Regions from separate parts of the Gossypium hirsutum genome. Here region 1 is linked to region 2. Evidence: chromatin contacts called from public Hi-C data. All regions are on one chromosome and are shown on one strand. The core of a region is the stretch at or near the end of the contact, and the rest is flanking DNA. Distances in the headings are between cores, read along the strand shown.

Region 1 (3,626 bases), core at 359-2,858, 140 kb after region 2:
ATATAAATAGGTGCAAGATCTATTCTACTTGGGTCCTGTCCGATGTATTGTTAGTCCAGTCAGTCACATCTATGTCTTTATCTTCTAGGGTCATCCGCTTCAATGCTCAAAACAAAGCACGCCATTATTTGGACTTGATAGCCGACATGTTAGTATTTAATCGGTTTGCTCATTTTTTATTAGACTAAAGACATGTTTAGATTTATCTACTAATACAAGTTGTTTTTCCATATTACGATTTGACCACGTAATACCGCTTAGTAGTAGTTAAACGTTAGATAACCAGCGAGCCAATATTTGCTTCCATTTTGCTTTACGTGCAAAATCGTTGAAGACAATATACAAAGACTATTAATGTATTCAATGAAAATTTATTTAAACTAATTTGTTTGAAAAAAATACAAGTATGTTTTGATCCGCTTGGATAGTTAAGAACAATACATCACGATACTCTAGTACTTAAATGTGTTTTGATCCATTTTCACAAGTTGGAGAAGTTGATTTACAATTAAACTTAAATTGTCTGTAGGGATATAGAATTTGAACTTTCGTGATTCAAGAAACGTTGAAAATAAGGCTCGAAGATCTACTATTTGAATAGAAGAATCACACTAAAAGGTGGCCAGAATGTTTTGATAAGTCCGGTTGAAGTTACCCCTATGGAACCCAACGATTAATCTTGAACTTCCCATAAGGAATTGCATTGTTTTATGAAAATGAGCTTATGGCTATAGGCCTTAAAATCTGATGATTCGAAACCCGTTTCAAAGATAAATTGAAGCTTTACAATTTAGGCACCTGGATTACCCAAAAAACTGGTCGGAGAATCTCTAAAAGTCCAGACGAAGTTGACCTTATGGAATCCTTCGAGATTAATTTTGGATTCTCACATAACTTCAATCTTTGCTTTCAACTAATTGGATCTTCTCCAATAGTCTCTAACTCATGAATGGCATGACTAGTGGGTGTTGTTCTAAATACGTACATAAGTACTCACTCGAAAATTCGTAAAAAGAAAACATGTGAGATTTATGACAAGTAAAATTTCAAATTTAATTTAATATTTTATTTATTGCCAAAGTCATTGACTAAAATGACTTTTCAAACATATGTGGATTAAAATGTTGGTTTTAGTGGTAGATGGACTAAAATAATCTTTATACTATGATACATCGACTTATAGTGAACTTTAGCTTGCTGATGTTTGCACTGCACCTTCCCAATTGTTACATGATGTGGTTTTATTTTCCAATTTCTTTGTTAGATTTTAACATTAGTCTCTAAAACATCGTGATTTTAATCATATCAATTGAGACAGTTTTTTCATTATGCCTTCTAAAAAAATAAAATTATTTGTTCAGAAAAGAATACAGATATTTGGAAGTATGGATGCTGATTTGGCGACGAAGCTCCAAACCACAAATGACAGATCCAACGGCTGATATTAAGTCATTCACGCTGTCAACAAGACGTGGCAACGATCAGATCCAAACCAAGTGCACGTGTCACTCTCTAGAGCTTTCTCTCTCCGTAAAAAAATTTTAAAAAAATGAAAAATGAATAAAGATAAATTGCTATTTTCATTTCGGACAAAGGAAAAGAGCGCAGAAGAATTTCTTGCAAGTTTTATGTTCTTTTTCTCTCAAATTGCTCGTGTTTTGCAATTAATAGGACGGCCTTTTGTCTTTTTAGCGATTGATCTTCAATTTTCTTGAGTAAGTTCTTTTTAAAACTTATTTTCTGGCTTTTCTTTGGTTCTTCGCATCGAATTCTGTTTGTTTTCTGAGAAAACGGTGGAAACCGGTGATTTTTCTTTTTTCTTTTCCTTTCGGTTTCTCATCATTCAACGAAAACCTGGAAAGTGGAATTTTTTTTTTTGGAGATATTGATTCACATAGAGCAATGTAGGTCCTCTGTGTTAATATATTTAAAATTCTATTATTCCTTTTGCTCGATTTTGCGGTTGATTCAGTCTTTATATGTGATTTATTTTATTAATGTTCAAAAGATTTAAAAAGGAAAGGAATTTGAATCATAAACTTTGAATCTTTTGCTTCTGAGTATGTGTAAAGTATGGCTTACTTAGCATAATTTATTGTTAACTTTAGTTTAGAGGGTGGTTGGGGCTTTAAAGAGAATTTAATTACTATAATAATAGTGCTACTGGCAAGGTAAATGTCATTGCGATATATGAACAATTCTGTGCATTCGCTTTTTAAGTTACTTTATATGGGAACTGAGAAATAGAGATATGTTGGTGTTAAACTTTGTTGGATTTCATTCGTGGGTCATCTTTGTTAGGCTTTAATGTCATTTGAATCAGTCAATTGGGTGGTTAGGTCTTGATTTTTTTTATCTGTAATGGCCTTTTGGGATTACTAATTTACAATGACTTTGTTCCCACTGAAATTTATGATCTTTTATTTCTTTTCCCATGTTGGATTCCAATTCCTTTTGTAGTGCTTTTGCTTTTGAGTTTGGGGATTGATAACGTTTTCTTGTCATGATCTGCATTAACAATAATGAAATCTCTGGTTTTGTAATGACCACAGACCCCTTGAGAGCTTAGAGCATGTTGATAGGTTGATGCATTTTTGTAATTATATGCTGGAAAAAAAGTATTCTATTTGAGCCTCCAGAAAAGCATTGGCTCAGAAATGGTCAGCTTGCGAGTAGAAGTGTTGCAAAAATTGATTTCATTATTTATATTTAAATACTAGTTTGCATCTTCTTCTAAGAATTCTATATAGAAAATTATATTTAAAGTAATCAGGATGTGTTATCAGCTTTACAACTTCCTTCTTATCAAGGAAAGTGGTTTCAGCTTAATAATAGACCATGTCAATCGTTATATTTTGAGTAAATTTCAGTTTAATAAAGCATGATTTACTGGCTATCTATGCTTTTTTATTATTGGAATGGCTTGTAACTGTGATTCACATTTGTAATATCATAGGATTTGAAATTTTTCAAGAGGAGAAGTTGTTCGCATCTGCCTCCTTCTAGACAAGTGGAAATTCTGGTTTTTTGCAACAATGAGTTTTGTTTTCCGAGGGACTAGAGGGGATATTGAAAGTGGGTTTTCAGGATTTATTCCTGAACGTCCAGCTGTGGTATTTTGCTTAACCATATGAGTACATCTTATCATTTGGTTGGCCAGATTTTATCATCCTATATAAAGGGGCTTGAACTTTTCTTGCACAATTTTTTTTCCAGCGCATACATGCAGCCCGACCAGTTAATTCTAATTCGCTGGCCTTTCTTGTCACAGGTGATGTTTTTAGTTGCATGTGTTTTCTTCCGTTGCATCTGTTAAAACTTTTGCCTCTAATCATTCCTTGTTGTGCCTTTAATTTGCATTTCTAATCTGTTCTTGTTTGTTTCCAGCAGTTCTTTTGCTGTTCATGATTTTAAACTCTCATCAAATGTCACCAAACTTTCTGGTATGTAAACACTATACATTCTTTGGGAGCATGGTGGTGTGACTATTAATACATGGAAGTCATGTAGTTATCTTCTATGTCTCTTTGTGCAGCTTTGGCTAGTAGTGGGTGTCTTTCTAATGGCTACGAGTCTAAGGATGTATGCAACTTGTCAACAACTTCAAGCTCAGGCCCGAGCTCACG
Region 2 (3,260 bases), core at 595-3,094:
CTCTAAAAAAGGCATGCTAAAGAAACAATTGTCATTATTGAAGAATACATAAAAATAAAAAATAAAACGGATGATGTTATTATGGTTTCTGTGGTCCTATTTACATGCCTTGAAGTTAATTACCTACAACTCCCAAGTCACATTTCCAATGAAACTAATAAAGCCCATGCAACAGCATGAATGAGCATACCATTTACCAATAAAAGATAAATGAGAAAATATTTAATAGCAATAAAAATTTAGTGAAATGAAGTAAGGCCACAAATTTGTCAGAGACACATGGCATACTGCAGATATAACTGTGCAACACATGCGTCACTAAGCAAATAGCATTAACCCTGAGGATATGAAGCATGCTACATGTCAAAACATAAACAAGAAGAGATAAAAAAGGCACTACAAAATCCATAAAGAGACAGTCCTGGGTAAGCAAATTGTTACCATTACAAAATCAAAAACCTTAACATATGACAAATGTTAAACTAGAATTGGTTATTACCTGAAAAATTTCAGCGAGACTTTTCTGTTTGCTCCCAAGTCCTATACCAGGCAAACCAATCAGTCCATCACCGCCCCAATCCCTGAGCTATGCACTTTCTCTACCTCTACTTCGTTCTCTTGTTTCCTAGAATTAAACCCTGGTGGCATCGAAAACAACGACCTATTGCTACCATTATCAGCTCTATTCAATTTCCTCCTATCTCCAATCCCACCTACCACTGAGCTCCCTCCCTTCAACCTCTGCGCGAACTTCCAATCCTCCTTGGAAAGCAAAGGAGGTGGAAGCCTAGGATTGAGATTCACATTCGAGTAATAGTATGAATGATAAGCCGGATCAGACCTAAGCTCTTCTTCAGGTATAAAACTATTCCCACTTTTAGCTTGAGCAAAAGCAGAGAAGGCAGGGTTACCGGCAGCTGCAGTAGCAGCTCCACCCCCAAACAACCCACCAACTGCACTCAGTGAACCCTCCACGGTAGGAGGGGCAGAGCCACTTCTATACAAGTTTAGCTCGCGTTCGAGATCATCGGCATCTTGCCTACTGCGCTGTTCACGGAGCAGTAGCCCTATTTCCTTCTCCAAATCATCCCCAAATGATCCCTCACCACTTCCTATCATTGGTCTCCTACCCAATTCAGATAACATTCTCAAAAACCCTAATTGATCATTACCCTTTAATCAGAAATATAAAAAGAAACGATCACTACCTAAACAAATAATCAGACCCTAAACCCTAGGAAGCCAAAACTTTTTAAAACTAATACACCTAAAACCCATATTTACAAGCTTCAAGATGCTAACTTTAAGTTACCAAAACAGTCAAAAGATCAAAAATTTAATCACCTTAACATCATAAGTCAAAAGCATCAAAGACCCATCTGCTAAATATTATAAAAACTAAGATGACAAAAATTAAGAAATACCCAAATTTATATACTGTTCAAGTTTGATAGAACAAAGTTAATCAAAGGAACAGATAAGAGCACCATGTTTTCCAAGTAAAACCATCAACATCATAGATAAATTATAAATAAAAAAAAGGGGGGTTAGATAGAGCTAAAACTAAGTAGAAGAGCTAGGAAAGGAGAAAGCTTTATATTAGAAGCTGAGAGATCAATAAAGCTTTAGTGAGGCGGCGATTGGTTCTTACAAGAATCCTTCTAGGGTTTTGTTACACAAATTCAGGAAGGTTAGGATTAAATACAGTGACCGAGTAGGGGGAAAAACTGAATTCCATTTAATTTTGGTTTGGGGTTGGGGTTAATTTAATAGTGAGGAAAATAAATGAGATCATTGATTAATTTTTATTTTTGTCCTAAAAACCAGGGGCGATTGACCAAGTGATAAGCGACTGATGTAGGGAAAAAAAGAACATATTTTAGCAAAAGATAATGATGTTTGATTACATCGTGTTCCAGAAATGGGAATCTGTAACTGACACGTTAGCACTCTAGATTCGATGCTGTTCTTTAAGGCAATTCCCATTGGTACCCCTCAGTAAAACAAGGAAACTACAGCTGCCCTTTAATCTACTTAAATATCTCAACTACCCCTTTTCCTTACTTTTATTTTCACTTTGGTTTTTTTTTTTTAATATGGATTTCATTGCTGTCTTAATTGAATTGAAAATCAATAGATATATTAGTCCGAAATAAGAAGTTGAATTGATTTTCTTAATTTAATTTTTATTTTTAATATTCTTTAATAACTTATTCAATTGAATCTCGATCACCAATTCGATTTTAAAAACTTTAGATTTAACTATTGTGCTTTAATTTAATTTTTTTTGTTTTTATGTTTTTCGAATTTTAATATCATAACATCGTTAGATTAAATTCTACTATTAGTTTCACGTATGAGTTATGGGTTTACTCTCTATTTCCCAATTTAATCAATTTTAAACTATATATTTTCAAGACTACCGGCTACTATTTGTGTTAGAACTAAAATTTAAAATTTTGAAAAAAAAGTAGAGAATTAGAATTTGTCTTTTTTTTGACAGATCTTTTGCTCTTCTTCCCCTTGGGTTTAGGAGATTTTTGCAGTTCAATACACTTCTATTAGATAGCAAAGTGATAAAATGTTTAAAGTTTTAAATTTTCAATTTATATAAATTTTTATTCGATTTTTGAACAATCACTTACCCGTTACACTTTAATCTAATGAATTTATGATTAATTTATTTATTGCTTTTATAAGAATAATTAATCTATTTTTAATAGGTTAATCGTAACCTTTACCAATTATTTATTTATTTTTATTTTCAAACCGTGATTTCTTGTAGTTAGAAAGGAAAAATCTAAACTCTAATCTATTTATAATCTATAATCTATACATAAAAGTACAAATTTGGAAAAACTTCTAAATAGATGAGAATATCCTTTATTTTTCATCATATCACTAAATTCACATTTTAAAATAATTATAATATTTAATTCAAAATTATTAGTTAAAAATTACAAATAAAATAAAAGTTTTGATAATTAAAATTTTAAAAATAATTAGAATTTAAATTAAAATTACTAATTAAAAAAGTTGTACTAATTTTAAAATAGAATTAGGGAAAAAAAGGTTGTCATAATTATATTTTACTATTTTTAGTATTTATTATCACTTAATTAATATTAGAATTAATTATGTTAATTAGTTATTACTTTGAAATTTGAATAATGTTATTTTGCATTAATTATATAAAGTAAAACTGAATATATTAAAAATGATTTAATTATTATTGAAAATTTTCAATTATATTATTTGAA

What was found. Hi-C and Micro-C count contacts between places; a contact is called where the count stands out from the background.
Region 1: a Hi-C map of leaf shows a contact between it and region 2, with 2.7 times the contacts expected there. The contact joins the promoter of LOC107950331 here to the promoter of LOC107950325 in region 2. A contact is called at or near these places in 14 of 34 Hi-C or Micro-C datasets (callus, hypocotyl, leaf and 2 more).

What each region holds. Positions count from the first base shown.
Region 1 is chrD03:46,508,006-46,511,631 of Gossypium_hirsutum_v2.1, forward strand. LOC107950331 (E3 ubiquitin-protein ligase SDIR1-like) reads left to right here and starts at 1,609. Exons shown (of 9, transcript NM_001327570.1): 1 at 1,609-1,715; 2 at 2,957-3,113; 3 at 3,217-3,271; 4 at 3,391-3,443; 5 at 3,536-3,626. The coding sequence starts at 3,036.
Region 2 is chrD03:46,369,405-46,372,664 of Gossypium_hirsutum_v2.1, forward strand. LOC107950325 (pumilio homolog 2) reads right to left here and starts at 1,845. Exons shown (of 10, transcript XM_016885145.2): 1 at 585-1,845; 2 at 500-582. The coding sequence starts at 1,146.